Linked DNA regions of Oryctolagus cuniculus: region 1 is linked to region 2. Evidence: chromatin contacts called from public Micro-C data. All regions are on one chromosome and are shown on one strand. The core of a region is the stretch at or near the end of the contact, and the rest is flanking DNA. Distances in the headings are between cores, read along the strand shown. Region 1 holds the start of ATP6V0A1 (ATPase H+ transporting V0 subunit a1). Region 2 overlaps ATP6V0A1 (ATPase H+ transporting V0 subunit a1).

Region 1 (7,446 bases), core at 564-3,063, 49 kb before region 2:
TGCACCTATCCAAAGCCAGGAGCCAGGAGCGTCTTCCAGGTCTCCCACACAGGTGCAGGGGCCCAAGGACTTGGGCCATCCTCCACTGCCTTCCCAGGCCATAGCAGAGAGCTGGATGGGAAATGGAGCAGCCGGGACTCAAACCAGCACCCACATGGGATGCCAGCACTGCAGGTGGCGGCTTTACCGGCTATACCACAGCACCGTCCCCAACACTACTGGAACTTTCTCACTTCCTCTAGCATAGGAAGTGAGACTGTCCCTTATTTTCATTTCCAGCATCTAGTACCACAGCCGGCACCTAGTGGGCCCTCAGCAAGTGTCTGGTGCCTGAAAGGCTATTTGAAATTTCATTTCTAAGCCTTTGAGAAGAAAAGTGAGTGGGAATGTAGACCCGAGCCCCACACGTAGACATTTAAGCCTGACTACAGACAAGGCTGCCAGGGAAGAGAGCACAGAGGGAAAACAGACAGACACTGGATAAAGACTGAAGGCAGAGCCGAGACAGAAAAGGAGCTTTGAGCGTGTACTTTCAAGGAAGCCATGAACACAGTTCAAAGGAACTGAAGTGAGTCCAGAGGAAAGACTGTCTTAAAGGTGAAATATGAAAATATGTGGTTAGCAAGCAGCTGACTCTGAGGTCAATTTTTTTTTGACTCAAAGGAAGGAAATGACAATCATACACATTGGGTTTTTTTCTTTTTCTTTTTTCTTTTTTTTAGATTTATTTATTTGGAAGGCGGAGCCCTAGAGGCGGAGAGGGAGAGAGAGGGAGTCTCCTATCAGCTGGTTCACTCCAAAAATGGCCTCAACGGCCAGAACTGTGCCGATCCAAAGCCAGTAGCCAGGAGCTTCTTCTTGTCTTCCAGGCGGGTGCAGGGGCCCAAGGACTTGGGACATCTTCTACTGCTTTCGCAGACCACAGCAGAGAGCTGGATCGGAAGCGGAGCAGCCGGGACTCAAACTGGCACTGCAGGCAGCGGCTTTACCCGCTATGTCACAGTGCCAGCCCCTGTGTAACAGTTTTATAAACCTTGGCAGGTTTTCAAATATGGGTCCCTCTGAGCTGTGCCTGAGAAAGCTGAGAAAGGTTGGTATGGTCTGGGGCTAAGATCCTACTTTTACAGAAAACCGCAAGGCAGTCAAATTCTATCTTCACTCGCACTATGAGAGGCAAATTCAAGTAAAATGCCGGTTTTGGTCCTTCATTACTTACTGTGTTTGGGCTGGCTGTGTTAGCGGAGATGGGTAACATAGGTTCTTCTCTTCAAGCAAGAATTTAGACCTGAGACAGACAGCAGAGCAGGACTGGTAATTTTTTTTTTCCAGGTAGCAAAATTTAATTAGCATCCGGGGGTTTTTTAACCTGACATTTCTCATTGCCCTTGAATCTCAGTGGGGTTCCACCACCCACAGAGACAAACCAACAGGTTTTTCCTGATATGGTTCTGGTTATAACCATCGACCTGGGATGCCCTACTCATTTTTTTAAGGCAATACAAGGGAATCAATGTCAGTATTTGATAAAGGCGGCTTAAAAATAACAGGCATCACTTTGGCGCTACAAAATTTGTTATTCTAATACTAAATTTGAGGAACTGAAAACCCTTCAGTGGTCAGATGGACCACAGGTATTATATACGAAGCAAGAGAAACATTGTATTTCTGTAACCTCTGGTCATACAGGGTTTTCCTGTCATTTGCAGAAAAACAGACCCGGGGCAGTTGCTAGAAGGAACGAAACACGCACGTTGTTAAAGACTGGCTTCTCGGGATCTACCGGAACAAGTCTCTCCGTTTGGGGCTCAAGCATTGTCATCCGTAAAATCAGGGAAAGGTATGGAGGAGGGCCCGGCATTCCTCCAGGTGTCTCCCCTTTCTCCCTGCTACTTCTCCGGGAGAAATGGCTGGGCGTTCCCACGGTATGAAAATAAACAAAAAAAGTTAACCTTGCCCACAAGATAAAGCTTAGGGAGCAGGGGCTCTGAAGGGCTCAGGAACTCAAACGCTAAGCACCTGCACGGCCAGCCCCACGCCCCCAACCCCTCCCTGCTCCGCCGCGGAGTCACAGCACAGAGGCCAAGATGGCGGCAGCACGCCGGGTCTCGCCCGCGGCCCGCAGTGGAGCGCTGCGGCCGCCCAGGCGAGGCTGCACGTCATTGGTCGACTGCGATGAGATCATCGTGGGGGCGGGCCCCGGCGGCGCCGCGGGGGCGGGCCCCTGGTGACGCACGCACGTCGAGGCGCTTCTGCCCGGAGCCGCTGAGGCTGCGGGTTTGGCTGCGGCGGCTTCTGTGGCGGCGTCAGGGCCGGCTGCTGGAGGTGAGTGGGGGATGTAGATACGGCTCGGCAGGGAGCGGGCTTCGAGGGACTCAGGAAATCCTGGTAGCCCCGTTGCTTGTTAAAGGAATTAGCAGGGGTCTTATAATCTTCGGGAAAAAATAGGGGTTCGCCTCCTCTTGGGCACCCGGACTATGGGCAGAAGAACCAGAGACTCACTGCTCTGTGGAGGCCCTAGGTCGTTTCCCCGTTTAAGGGGAAAGCGGAAGGTTATTGGGTGGGCAGAAGAATTCTGGGGGCTTTTGAGAGGGCCTCCGATTTGGGGCTATCCCTTCCCTTTTTTTCCGCCCCCTCTCCCCGCCCCCGGTCCAAAGAGGGAGGGGTGCCTGGGTCCCGAGAATTCCTGCTGGCTCACTGGGTGGACAGGAAGTAAGCAGGTGAATAATTCCCAGGTGGGAGGCCAGGGCTGGATGGCGGATTCCTGGAGGCTGGGCGCCGGGGTGGGGGCGCTGCGTTCCGCCCCATCTTTTGTGGACGTGCTGTTTCTTCAGGTTTCGCGTTGTGACCCTTCCAGCACCGCTGTGGCTTGGTTGTCTGTCTGGCTCCAGTGGGCTAGAGATGTTCTGGGGAGACCTGGTTATTAAAGCCTGGGGGCGGGGAGCGCGCTTGTAGCAGGCTGTCATCGTCCGCCCTGGTGGTGCTGCCACGGCTTGCTGTCGGGTGTGTTTTGAGGTGTGGAGTCTACACTTGGTGAAGGTGGTGGTGAGGCTGCTAACAGCTGGTTCGGATGAATCAGGTGCACACAGGCTTAGAGACCAAGCCACCAATCTCTGGAGAAATTCTCGCTTCCCTCTGAGCTTGTTGTTTTGCAGCCTTGAACATCATTTGCACAAAGGTTTTGCCGTAGGGATGTCTCAAGATGTCTCCCAACCTTCCAGAGTAGCAAATCTCCCTTCGATGTCAGTCTGCCCTGCGAATATTGAATGCAGGCAGCCTTGTGATGCTCGAAGTGGTGTGCGTTTCGCTGAGTCTAGATCCTGTGCAGGCTGCGCCTTGCAGCAGGTGATTGAGAATAAATAATTGCGTTTCAGGACCACTGATAGCGCCAGTCGCCTTTCCTACCGGCAACAGTAAGACGCCGATGAAATGTGTGTGGGCTCGCGCTTGAGAAGACTGGACAGATGGAAGAATGCAGTTGATCCAGAAGATGGGGTTGACAAACAAAGCAGAAAGCTGCGCGGGTGGAAGGCTCATTTTCTCTGCCTTCATAAAACTGCTTTGTCATTATCAATGTGTTCCTGGCAGGCTTGCCTTGAAATTGAGTCTCATTCAGGGCTGGTTCCTTTTTTAAGATAATGGTTATTTATTGGATTCCACAGCTGTGGGTGAGGGTGGTGGTGTTTTCTGAGCAGTCAGGAGACTGAAGCCCTTTAATGTGGTGATAGCTGTAGGGAGTGCTGGGACTTTGATGGAAGGAGAAAACCGGTTCCTGGCCAGATTTTATGGGAGAGTGATCAAGGTCTCTTCTGTTTGTTTCCTGTACAAGCAAATAAGACTGGGCAGTGATATTCACACTGTGTCCAGGGGTGTTGAAGGAGCTGTTTGGGTTCCCGGTCCCTGTCTTTAATCTCTGTACATTGTTATTGAGTTGTCCAAAAACATTGTCAGTTGATCTTGATGTTGACTGCAAAGGAAATGACTTTTATCTGCACTCAGCAGGACAAGATTCAGTAACTGCCTTTGCCAAAACAGAAGCACACGATTTCTCTTCTCCGTTTTCCTGAGCAGGTTGTCAAAACAGTTGCTAAAGATCTGTCAGCGTGGGGTGGAAGAGCTGAAATGCCGAAGGAGAGCCTCTTGCTGGAGTGCTGTTTGCGCAGCCCTCTCGGTCATTTGCAAACTGTGTCGTTTTCTCGTTTGCTTCAGGTTGGAGAGACACGCTGAGCCTCCGGAGCGGTGCCGTCTGCCACCATGGGGGAGCTCTTCCGGAGCGAGGAGATGACGCTGGCCCAGCTCTTTCTGCAGTCAGAAGCTGCCTACTGCTGCGTCAGTGAGCTGGGGGAGCTCGGCAAGGTCCAGTTCCGTGACGTAAGTGCTTGTGGCTGCTTCGCGATTCCCGCTGCGCTCTGACTTTGCTTGTCCTGGGTGACGGCCTTGTGACGAGTGTCACGGTCTTTATTTGCAGAGATAATAACAGAGCAGTGGCTGCTGCACTCCAGGGTGAGCGTGTCTGTGCCGGTCCTGTGTGCGTTTTCCCGCTCTGCCCCTGAGAACCTTCCTGGCGCTCGGGCCCGAGGAGGCTGCCGGGTTGACCTGCTCCGGGCTTTCTCTTCCTCCTTGACACCCAGCACTGCCCGTTGGGTATTTGCAAAGATTGTTGTAGTTTAGGACTTTTTTTTTTTTTCATAATCTGAAGCATCCAGCTACAGATATGTATTATATAAGCAGATACCAAATAGCCATTATTTTGGAGCATTTTGCTGGACGGTGGAAGAAGATATTGAAAGAAAACAGACAGTCTACGAGTAAAACAGTGTGCCCCATGGAGCTTACGGTCTGATAAGTAAGTCCCAGTATGTGGTGCTGAAAGGAGGAGGCAGCTCACAGCCCTGCAGCGTCCTGACTGGCAGCCCCCTGTTGTGCAGGCTCAAAGCTCCGTGCACTTCTCCTGCATAGATAGCATTTCTCATGGTTGCAACTTCACGTTAATTGAAGTCCCTCTTCCCCTGTGATCTAAGCACCCGGAAGACGGGACAGTCTCTGATTTTGCTGGTTATGTATCTTTGGTGCTCACGTACAGGGCCGTCAGTCAGGATTTGTTGGGATGAATGGATGGATGGAAGGGCAGTGATGCTGAAGGGAGGGGTCATCAGCCTAGGCGTCTAGGAATTGCAGGCTTTCAGGAACTCCGTGGTCAGAGCCACAATTGCACAAATGCAGTCCCATGACTGGTCTTGCTCCTCATTCTCATCAGCCATTTTGTAACTTCCCTCTTCAGATGTTCTTCCCCCGGAATACTTTGCTTATCTTTGGGAAAATTCATTGTGTTGGGGCCGGCGTTGTGGCGTAGCTAGTAAAACCGCTGTCTGCAGTGCCAGCATCCCATACGGATGCCAGTTCAAGTCCCGGCTGCTCCACTTCCAATCCAGCTCTCTGCTATGGCCTGGGAAAGCAGTAGAAGATGGCCCAAGGCCGGCGCCGTGGCTCACTAGGTTAATCCTCCGCCTAGCGGCGCCGGCACACCGGGTTCTAGTCCCGGTCGGGGCGCCGGATTCTGTCCTGGTTGCCCCTCTTCCAGGCCAGCTCTCTGCTGTGGCCAGGGAGTGCAGTGGAGGATGGCCCAAGTGCTTGGGCCCTGCACCCCATGGGAGACCAGGAGAAGCACCTGGCTCCTGGCTCCTGCCATTGGATCAGCGCGGTGCGCCGGCCGCCGGCAGCCATTGGAGGGTGAACCAACGGCAAAGGAAGACCTTTCTCTCTCCCTCTCTCTCTCTCTCACTGTCCACTCTGCCTGTCAAAAAAGAAAAAAAAAAGAAGATGGCCCAAGTCCTTGGGTCCCAGGACCTGCATGGGAGACCTGGAAGAAGCTTCTGGCTCCTGGCTTCGGATCTACACAGCTCCAGCTGTTTCGGCCAACTGGGGAGTGAACCAGCAGATGGAAGACCTCTGTTTCTGCCTCTGTCTCTCTGTAATTCTGCCTTTCAAATAAATAAGTAAATCCTTTCTTTAAAAAAAGCAAATCGATTACAAGAAAGCATAATAACAGCTACATAAGCTGACAGCAAAAGACAAGCAGAAAAAATTATTTAAATCAAATAATGAGGAAACAATTAGACAATCCAAACTGAAGGACCTTCTGCAAAATAAGCAGTCCAGATTCTTCAACAGCACCAATGACAGAAGAGAGAACCAGCAAGCTGTCCTCCTGCAGGCGTGAGAAGGGGACGGACTTCTTCCTGGCCTCCTGTGTTTCGCTCACTTGCTCGCTCGCTCTCTTCTTTAAGGATGTATTTATTTACTTGGAGGAGTTACAGAGAGAGAAGGAGAGGCAGAGAGAAGCTTTCCCAGGCCATAGCAGAGAGCTGGATTGGAAGTAGAGCAGCCGGGACTCGAACCAGCGCCCATGTGGGATGCCAGCACTGAGACAGCTGCTTTACCTGCCATGCCACAGCACTGGCCCCCGATTTGATTTAGCTTAAACACTTTTGGCAAGGACACATGATGTTGTATCCTCAGTGTATCACATTAGAAGTCCTATGACACCATTTGTCCTATTTTTGCTAAAGTTAATTATTTTTACTGAAAGATTTATTTATTTATTTATTTATTTATTTATTTATTTGAAAGGCAGAGTTACAGAGAGAGAGGGAGAGACAGAGAGAAAGATCTTCCATCCACTGGTTCACTCCCCAGATGGCTGCAATGGCTAGGACAGGGCCAGGCCAAACCTAGGAGTCAGGAGCTTCATCCAGGTTTCCCACATGGGTGGCAGGGGCCCAAGTACTTGGGTCATCTTCCACTGCTTTCCTACTCACATTAGCAAGGAGCTGGATTGGAAGTGGAGCAGCTGGGGCTTGAACCTGCGCCCATGTGGGATGCCAGTGACATAGGCAATAGCATCACCCACTACACAACAATGCTGGCCCCCAAAGTTAAATTTGGTCACTTGATTTAGGTACAGTTTGCTAAGTGTTGCTGTTGTAAAGGTATCTTTCCTTTTTTAATTTTTTTTTTTTTTTTTTTTTGACAGGCAGAGTGGACAGTGAGAGAGAGAGAGAGAGAGAGAGAAAGGTCTTCCTTTTGCCGTTGGTTCACCCTCCAATGGCCGCCGCGGCCGGCGCGCTGCGGCCGGCGCACCGCGCTGATTCGATGGCAGGAGCCAGGAGCCAGGTGCTTTTCCTGGTCTCCCATGGGGTGCAGGGCCCAAGCACCTGGGCCATCCTCCACTGCACTCCCTGGCCACAGCAGAGGGCTGGCCTGGAAGAGGGGCAACCGGGACAGAATCCGGCGCCCCGACCGGGACTAGAACCCGGTGTGCCGGCACCGCAAGGTGGAGGATTAGCCTAGTGAGCTGCGGCGCCGGCCTCCTTTTTTAATTCTTTTAAAAAAGATTTATTTATTTATTTATTTGAAAGGCAGAGGTACAGAGAAGGAAAGAGAGAGATC
Region 2 (6,876 bases), core at 3,633-6,132:
TATGCCAAAATTATGTAATCATTCTGTTGCTGTTGTTGACGTGTTGTTTGTTCCCGAGTCTGTGATTACAAACAGTATGGCAGGGAACGTCCTCGTCGTGTATCTTGGTCAAGTTTCACATAGATGTCCCAGCACCCAGCAGTGGGATGGCCAGCTCTCAGAAGGCACACACATTATAAACCCTTACTGACTGTTCACACTGATTAGTGTTGATACTTGGGGAGATCTTTTTGGAATACGGATTTCCTGGGCCCCACGCTGGCCTCACAGTTTCTGGGGGCAGGATTAGAGGCTGTTCATTTAAATACAGCTTTCGAAGTGCAGTGGTTCTCTGGCCAGCGCATGAGGACCTCTGCTAGAAGAGGCAGCATTTGGGCAAACCCTGAGGTCTGAGCTGGTCCGTGGCCCGGGGTGGAAGCCATGGTAGGAGGTGTACCCCAAAATGTGAAGCTGAGGCTGGGGATGCCATACAGGCAACCAAGCCTGCCTGCATGACGTGCTGCTGTCCCAAAGGCCGTCGTGCAGGGGAGCGATCCGCCAGCTCCTGGTCTGCTCTCTGGAGAGAAAGGGGTGCTGGGGCAGCTGCTCTTGTCCCTTTGCTCTGTGGTAGGTCGGCAGCTGTCAGGACCTGTCAGGCCTTGTCCAGTTCTGCCTAGTTTTTGTCCCCAAAGAGTCCTTTTGCCTCCATAAACTTATGTTTTTTGCATCAAATTGACTTTAAAATCCTGCTTATGAAGACTGCACCTGTGAGGCTGGAGAGCCACCCAGCAGTCAGCACCACGCCCCTTTTGAGGGGCTCCTTCACCCCAGTCTGCCTCAGGGAGGGAAAGGGCCTCCTTTTGTTTGCTTTTTCACTCAGTGTCCTCAAGCCACAAACACGTATCTACTAAGCTTTTTCTTTTCCTTGACCTAGAAGGTCCCTTGTTCCTGGACTGAGACGCTGTGCATTTCCTCGGCTCCTGCTGCAAGTTTATCAGACCAAGGTCCCTCTTAGACAGTCTGATCTTTTGTTCCCAAAAGCTTAGGCTTCACAGGTAGAGCTGCACTTGTTACCGGAGTCTGTTCATATTAAGCTTTTCATTCAAGCAGGATTTCCAGTTAGCAGTGACCAAGGCCACATTGGTGCCACTCTTGGTGCACACGATGAAGTGGTAAATGTAGGTTTGGGGTGTGGGGGGCTGGGCCTGGGACTGGGGAGGTGGTGGCTGGGGCAGGAGCAGTTGTGGGTTCTGTGTGGTTGTTGGAATCTATGCCTCTCTGAGGTTTGTATGTACTAACCATCGCCCTTCTCCACCTCACAGAATAGCACACTAAAGCCCAGGCAAATTCTACTCTTTCTGTTCATCTGTGTAGGGAACTCTCAACTTTGGTGGGATCAGGGTGGGCAATGGACCCACAGAGGAGGATGCTGAGATTATTCAGCATGACCAGCTCTCCACCCACTCAGAGGACGCGGAAGAGGTAAGATCCTGTGCTGTGGGCTTCCTCTCCCTCCACCTCGGGTTGGCCCTCGTCTCGTGCAGCTGAGGGGCTTGCTTCAGCCCTGCCTTCTGGGCCTCTTAGGGCACCACAGTGTTTTCCAGGCTCAGAGCCCACGGTGCTGCAGCACCCAGCAGGCCTGCCTCTTCGGTCCCATGCAGAGCAGGCCCCCATATTCCAGCTCTTGCTCCAGAAACCCGGCCACTCCGCATGGCTTCTCTCTTCACCCCTGGATCCTTCTGGGGGTCGCTCCAGTGGCACTGCTTCCCAGCCACAGCCACTGGCACTTCTCAGGCCCCACCCTGTGTGTGGGCCTTTACCTACTCTTTACAGGAGCAATAAAAAGGAATCAGGCCAGGCTAGGCACCTCCAAGCCCAGCTTTTTAAAATCCACTCTTCCTGGCCTGACCACTGGTAGCACACAACCTCAGAGCAGAACTAATGCACCATGGAGTCTCACCTGTTCATTAGAGCCTTTTTTTGGACAGGTCGAGGGGGAGGAGTTGAGGACACAGGTTAGACTTTTAAGTCGGTCTGGCCGCTTTCACTATGTGTGATTTTTTACAAAAGAAATGGCAAGGATTGGGTGCCTTTTGAAAACATGCGTCTTACCGCTCTAAGTGCCGGCTGCTCTCCCTGTGCGTGTGACCTGCGGAGATGGCCCTCCTACCCAGGAGCCCTGGTCAGCACCGACAGGCCTCCCCCAGAAACAGTCGGTCACCTTGTGCGCCTAGCTTGTGACCTCTGTGTGCCGTGGCTCCCCACTAAGTGTGCATTTGTGTTTTCAAGCCTGCCGAGGACGAGGTGGTAAGACAACAGCCAGCTTTGCCTTCCTGTGTATCTGGGGCTTCTCTCTTCCTGTCCTTGTGATCACTCTGCTGACCCTGCTGCACCCCGGGGCCACACATGACACCGCGCATCCTTCATCCCAGTGGCCATTTCTAACCAGTCCATGAGCCTGTGTTCCGAGAAAGCTCACCTCCATTAACTGCGTCTTGTGTCGGTCACCTCTGTCTGTGTCATTGACTTTGCTGATCTGATACCTCTGAGAATGGCTTTGACAGAGGTGCAAGTAATGTCCGCAGTGGCATTCTTGAAGTGCTCCCTGGGGCTTACATTCCGTTGGCCTGTGCCTTCCTCTCCATGGTGTTGTGGTTGCTCGGCCACGGGGGTACCTGTTTCCTCCCCGCTCCTGAGTGCTTCTGAGCGGAGCTTGCCCTTCCTCCCTGAGATGCGGCTGCCTCTTCCCGCTGCCCTCAGCAGCTTGACCATGCTTCCAGTGAGGAGCCCTGGCCCTGGCCTGGGGTCAGCCCTGCCACCCTGTGGCCTAGCTGAGAACTGGGAGGCCTTCACAAGGCACCTTTGCCTCTGGGGTGTCCCAGAAGAACCAAGCCATCTGCAAAAGGAGCTCATTGTGTCAGCCACGCGTGGGAGTGACAGAGGATGGAAAGGAGGTTGCCTCAGCACTCAGCCACACCCAGAGCAGAAGGCCTCTCCCAGCAGTGACTCCTTGAGCAACACACACATTTTGAATTAGTTTCTTTTTTTTTTTTTGTCTTTTGTTGTTGTTGTTGTTAAGACCTTGCTGCACTGTTTGCATCTTCCCCCAAAATGTCTCTCTAAGATACCTGCACCTGTGAGCAATAATGCCCCTCCCTTTCCTGCCTCCCATGGTCCTCTCTGAGGGGGTGTGGGGATGGGACCGGGAAAAGCTTTGCTGTTGGGGTAACAGCAGGCAGTGCCTGGTCTTCCTGTGGTTTGGAGAGGCTCCGTGGCTGGCATACATGTTCCCGGCCTGCTCACGGGTGCAGTCGCTGGCTGAGCTGCCTGGCACGCTTCGGGGAGCTCTGGCATCTCCCAGCATCACCACCTCCAGCAATGCTGCTTTCTAAATGGCCTTCCAGACCATGCACCCAAAGCCCTAGTCACTGTTGAGCGATCCAGCCACCTGACCTGTCCAGTGTCCTCTTTGGCACCCAGGCCCGGGGGGGTTGCACATCCAAGGAAGATGGCCTCTAATTTGGCCTCCCCGGTCTCCAGCCACCCACCTCACTCAGGGACGCAGTCTCCCTTGGCTTCCTCAGTAATCAACATTTTTATCAGACGAGTTCTCTACAGCCAAACTGAAATAACCAAAGCAGTTATCTGGTGTTTTCAAACAAAACACGTTCTTTTTAAAAGTCCAGCCTACTTCTAAAATTTACCCGCCTGACTTGGCTATGAAAATTGTCCCACGCAGGCCATCGTTTGAGCCTGGTGGAGGTGTTTGTCCCTCTTCCAGGGTGGGGACATTCAGTCCAGCTGCAAACCAGGGCCAGGCCAGTTGTTACCTGGGAAATCCTCAAAGGTTCTAACCATGCGGCAAGGGTCAGCGGCACCTGTGTCTCCCACTGTGTCTTCCCACCAGGCCTTCACCCCTGTCCCTGCATCCTTCGCCCTGTGTGTGTCAAGCACTGTGTTTAGAAACTGAAAGATGAAAAATATAGCTCTTGCCTTCGAGGACCTCCCAGACGGTGGGGAGAGAGTCTTGGGTGACAGGTACCATGGTAGATGTGTGCCCAGGGTACTGTGGGAGCACAGAGGGGGACCTGAAAACACTGGGTGGGGCTGGGGCAGGGGAGATAGGGAAAGGATTCCCACTCCCTGGGGGAGTTACCCTAAGCTCGGTGTGTAGAGGGCGGGGTGACCTCGCCAGCCAGTGTGGGAAGCTTCTGCAGCCAAGGACCTATGGGGTGGGCAGAGGTAAACAGGAGTTCAGCTTAGCTGGAGCACAGAGCCAGGGCTCTGGAGACTGGGGAGGGGTGAGGCTGGAGTCTGGCCGAGACAGCCGTCATAGGTGTGGCCTCATCTGGGTGACGTCCAAGGCCTTGCCAGAGTCTTAAACTGGTGAGCAGGAGGCCCTGGTGTGAGGGCCTGGCCGACTGCGGATTCTGAGCGGGGCTCTGGATGAGCCCTAGGACAGAGTTCACCCCCTGGTCTTTAGTGGGCTGTTGAGAGCAAGAGGCCAGGAAAAGCATCTGAGGCTTCTAGAACGTTCCCCATGCACCCCAGCTATGCTTGGACAGCTCGTTCCCTTGCTCCACTTTAGTCTGGAAATCGTTGTTGGTATGAGAGGAAAACAGCAAAAGGCAGAGGAGACACCATCTGGCCGCCTCCGCTGTGACGTGGGAGCGTGGACTCTGTCTGGATTTCCCTGTGCCATCTCAGAGGTCGCAGAAGGGAGAGGAGGCCCCCTGGCTCCGGAGGCTGTAATGCAGGAAGTGAAGGGCTCTGGAGGGCGGCTTCTGGCTGAGGCTGGGGGACTTGTTCCCAGCAGGGCTGCTCTCCTCCCCAGCCCCAAACCAGGTCCACGGCGGTCCTTGCTGTCCCAGGGGCTGACTCGCCCTCCCAGCTGCGTGCTCTTGACTCAAGCCCGAGCCCAGCAGGGAGGAACTCCGAATGCGTTGAGAAGAATCTCCTTCAGGTGGGGGGTGTCGGGATCTCCAGGGAGGCAGCGCTGGCATTGGCCCAGGCATGGAGAGGCAGCGGTGAGAGGGCAGGCCCTGCCTGGGCCAGGCTCTCCGTGAAGCAGCCACAGCTCTGCACTCCTGCACCCTCCCCTCCATCTGATGTCTTCCGTCTGGTTTCTTCCGCGACAGTTTGACTTTGGGGACACCATGGTCCACCAGGCTATCCATACCATCGAGTACTGCCTGGGCTGCATCTCCAACACCGCCTCCTACCTGCGGCTCTGGGCCCTCAGCCTTGCTCATGCACGTGAGTGTCCTCCTCTCCACGCGTGCCCGCGGTCTCCCGCAGCGGGGATGACCCGGAGGTTCTGGTTCTGGACTCCAGAGAGAAGGAGTGCAGGCGGGAAGGTCCGCACTGTGTGCGGTGGTCCCACCAGGGCGACAGGGAGCGCCCCGGGGGAGGCATGGCGGGGCAGCCCCAAGTGACCAGGGTGCTGTGTCTTCCTGTCCCAGAGCTGTCTGAGGTGCTTTGGACCATGGTGATCCACATGGGCCTGAGGGTGAAGAGCCTGGCAGGAGGTTTAGCGCTCTTCTTCATCTTCACCGCCTTTGCCACCCTGACCGTGGCCATCCTGCTGATCATGGAGGGCCTCTCAGCCTTCCTCCACGCCCTGCGGCTGCACTGGTGAGAGACAGCGGGGCCCAGGGTGGCGGCGGGGGGGGACCCCTAGTGCTGCACGGCAGCCCGAGTGCCTCCCGGGGAGTGTGAGCTGCTTCCTCAGCGCTCACGGCAGCGCCTGGCACCTGCCGTGCGGCCAGAGGATCTCCGCTTTTGGCTCGAAGCTTCCCGGGAGAGGCCCCTGGTGAGTGTCCTCAGGTCCCCTCCTGTCTGCAGCATTCTTCGGTGCCCTGTACTGTGGCTTGCAAGAGCTGCCGAGGTTTTGTGGTTTTTGTTTGAGGCTTCTTGTTTTTGTTCTGTTCTGGCGTGTCAGTGCCCTGTCTGGAGAGTAGTGAAAGTGGTCTCGCACAGACTCCGAAGCCCAGGAAGGCGCCCGCTCTGTTCCGCCCCATGCTCTTTGGTCAGGCCCCTGGCTGTGCCCTGGCAGGGAGGCGATTCCTGGTCCCTCAGCACACAGCTGGGCGCACTGACACAGCTCCTCCGGCAGGGCAGGCTGGGGGCTGTCCTGTTTGCTCCCTAATGCCGTGTGTGCCTCTCGAACGCTCTGCTTGGAGAGAGCCGGGTGGGAGAGCTGCATCTCACCGCGCTGTGACCGTGATCTTAAACTTGGGTTGTCAGGTTTAGCAAATAAAAGTACAGGGCACTCAGTGAAGTTTGAGTTTCAGACCCACAGTGAACATTCTTGTAGTACGCGCCCTGAGCCCGGGCTGCCTGCTGGGTGCCGCTTCCCCCTTTATGTTGGGACTCTCCCTCTTGCGGGGGTCTCAAACCCCGGTGTCCAGACGCTCTGGGCCCTGTACCCGGAGGAGGAGGACTCCCTCACCCCTAGTGTTGCACGAGTCTGTGGGACCCCGCGTGGGTGGCCTGTGGTCTTGGTGACCTCTGAGAGTCTCCCTGAGCTCACCAGGGCCTTGGCCCCTCCCCCGCCCTGGATTGTCGTCCTGGCTGGGTCGCAGCTGAGCCTCCTCAGAGATTCCACTGTTGGTGGTAAATTCCCGGGGGAGAAGCGAGGCGCATGCGGGCCAAGACACAGCTCCCATCCAAGCAGCTTCCTCGGGCCGGCTCTCCTGCTCGCAGCCTCCACCTGCCTGCCCCCTGCCCCCTGCCCCCTGCCCCCGGCCCCCGGCCCGGCTCTGTTGACGGTGGAACCAGGAGGTCGGGGGGTCAGGAGAGCTGTGTGCTCAGAGCGCTGCCCAGACCCTGTTCCCAGCTCATCAGCCCGCTGACCCCAGCACACTCCCTTCGTGCTTGGGTGAGGGGCTGCCGGGG

What was found. A called contact is a pair of places that touch in the nucleus more often than the background predicts.
Region 1: a Micro-C map of ear pinna shows a contact between it and region 2, with 2.5 times the contacts expected there. The contact joins the promoter of ATP6V0A1 here to the enhancer-like site in region 2. A contact is called at or near these places in 3 of 6 Hi-C or Micro-C datasets (ear pinna, embryonic fibroblasts and psoas muscle).

The regions. Positions count from the first base shown.
Region 1 is chr17:20,389,935-20,397,380 of mOryCun1.1, reverse strand. It overlaps ATP6V0A1 (ATPase H+ transporting V0 subunit a1), which reads left to right and starts at 1,813. Exons shown (of 22, transcript XM_051824974.2): 1 at 1,813-1,837; 2 at 4,207-4,368. The coding sequence starts at 4,252. It overlaps LOC103351575 (a long non-coding RNA gene), which reads right to left and starts at 2,111. Exons shown (of 3, transcript XR_007911347.2): 1 at 1,751-2,111; 2 at 1,217-1,285.
Region 2 is chr17:20,344,682-20,351,557 of mOryCun1.1, reverse strand. It overlaps ATP6V0A1 (ATPase H+ transporting V0 subunit a1), which reads left to right. Exons shown (of 22, transcript XM_051824974.2): 18 at 1,354-1,461; 19 at 2,269-2,286; 20 at 5,118-5,235; 21 at 5,442-5,613. Among named protein-coding and RNA genes, the nearest start is that of NAGLU, 16 kb to the right of the region's middle. Within about 2 kb of position 4,882, at least 2 of the 8 cell types and tissues checked have an H3K27ac peak or open chromatin away from gene starts, as enhancers often do. A contact at or near this core is called in ear pinna, where this site is marked.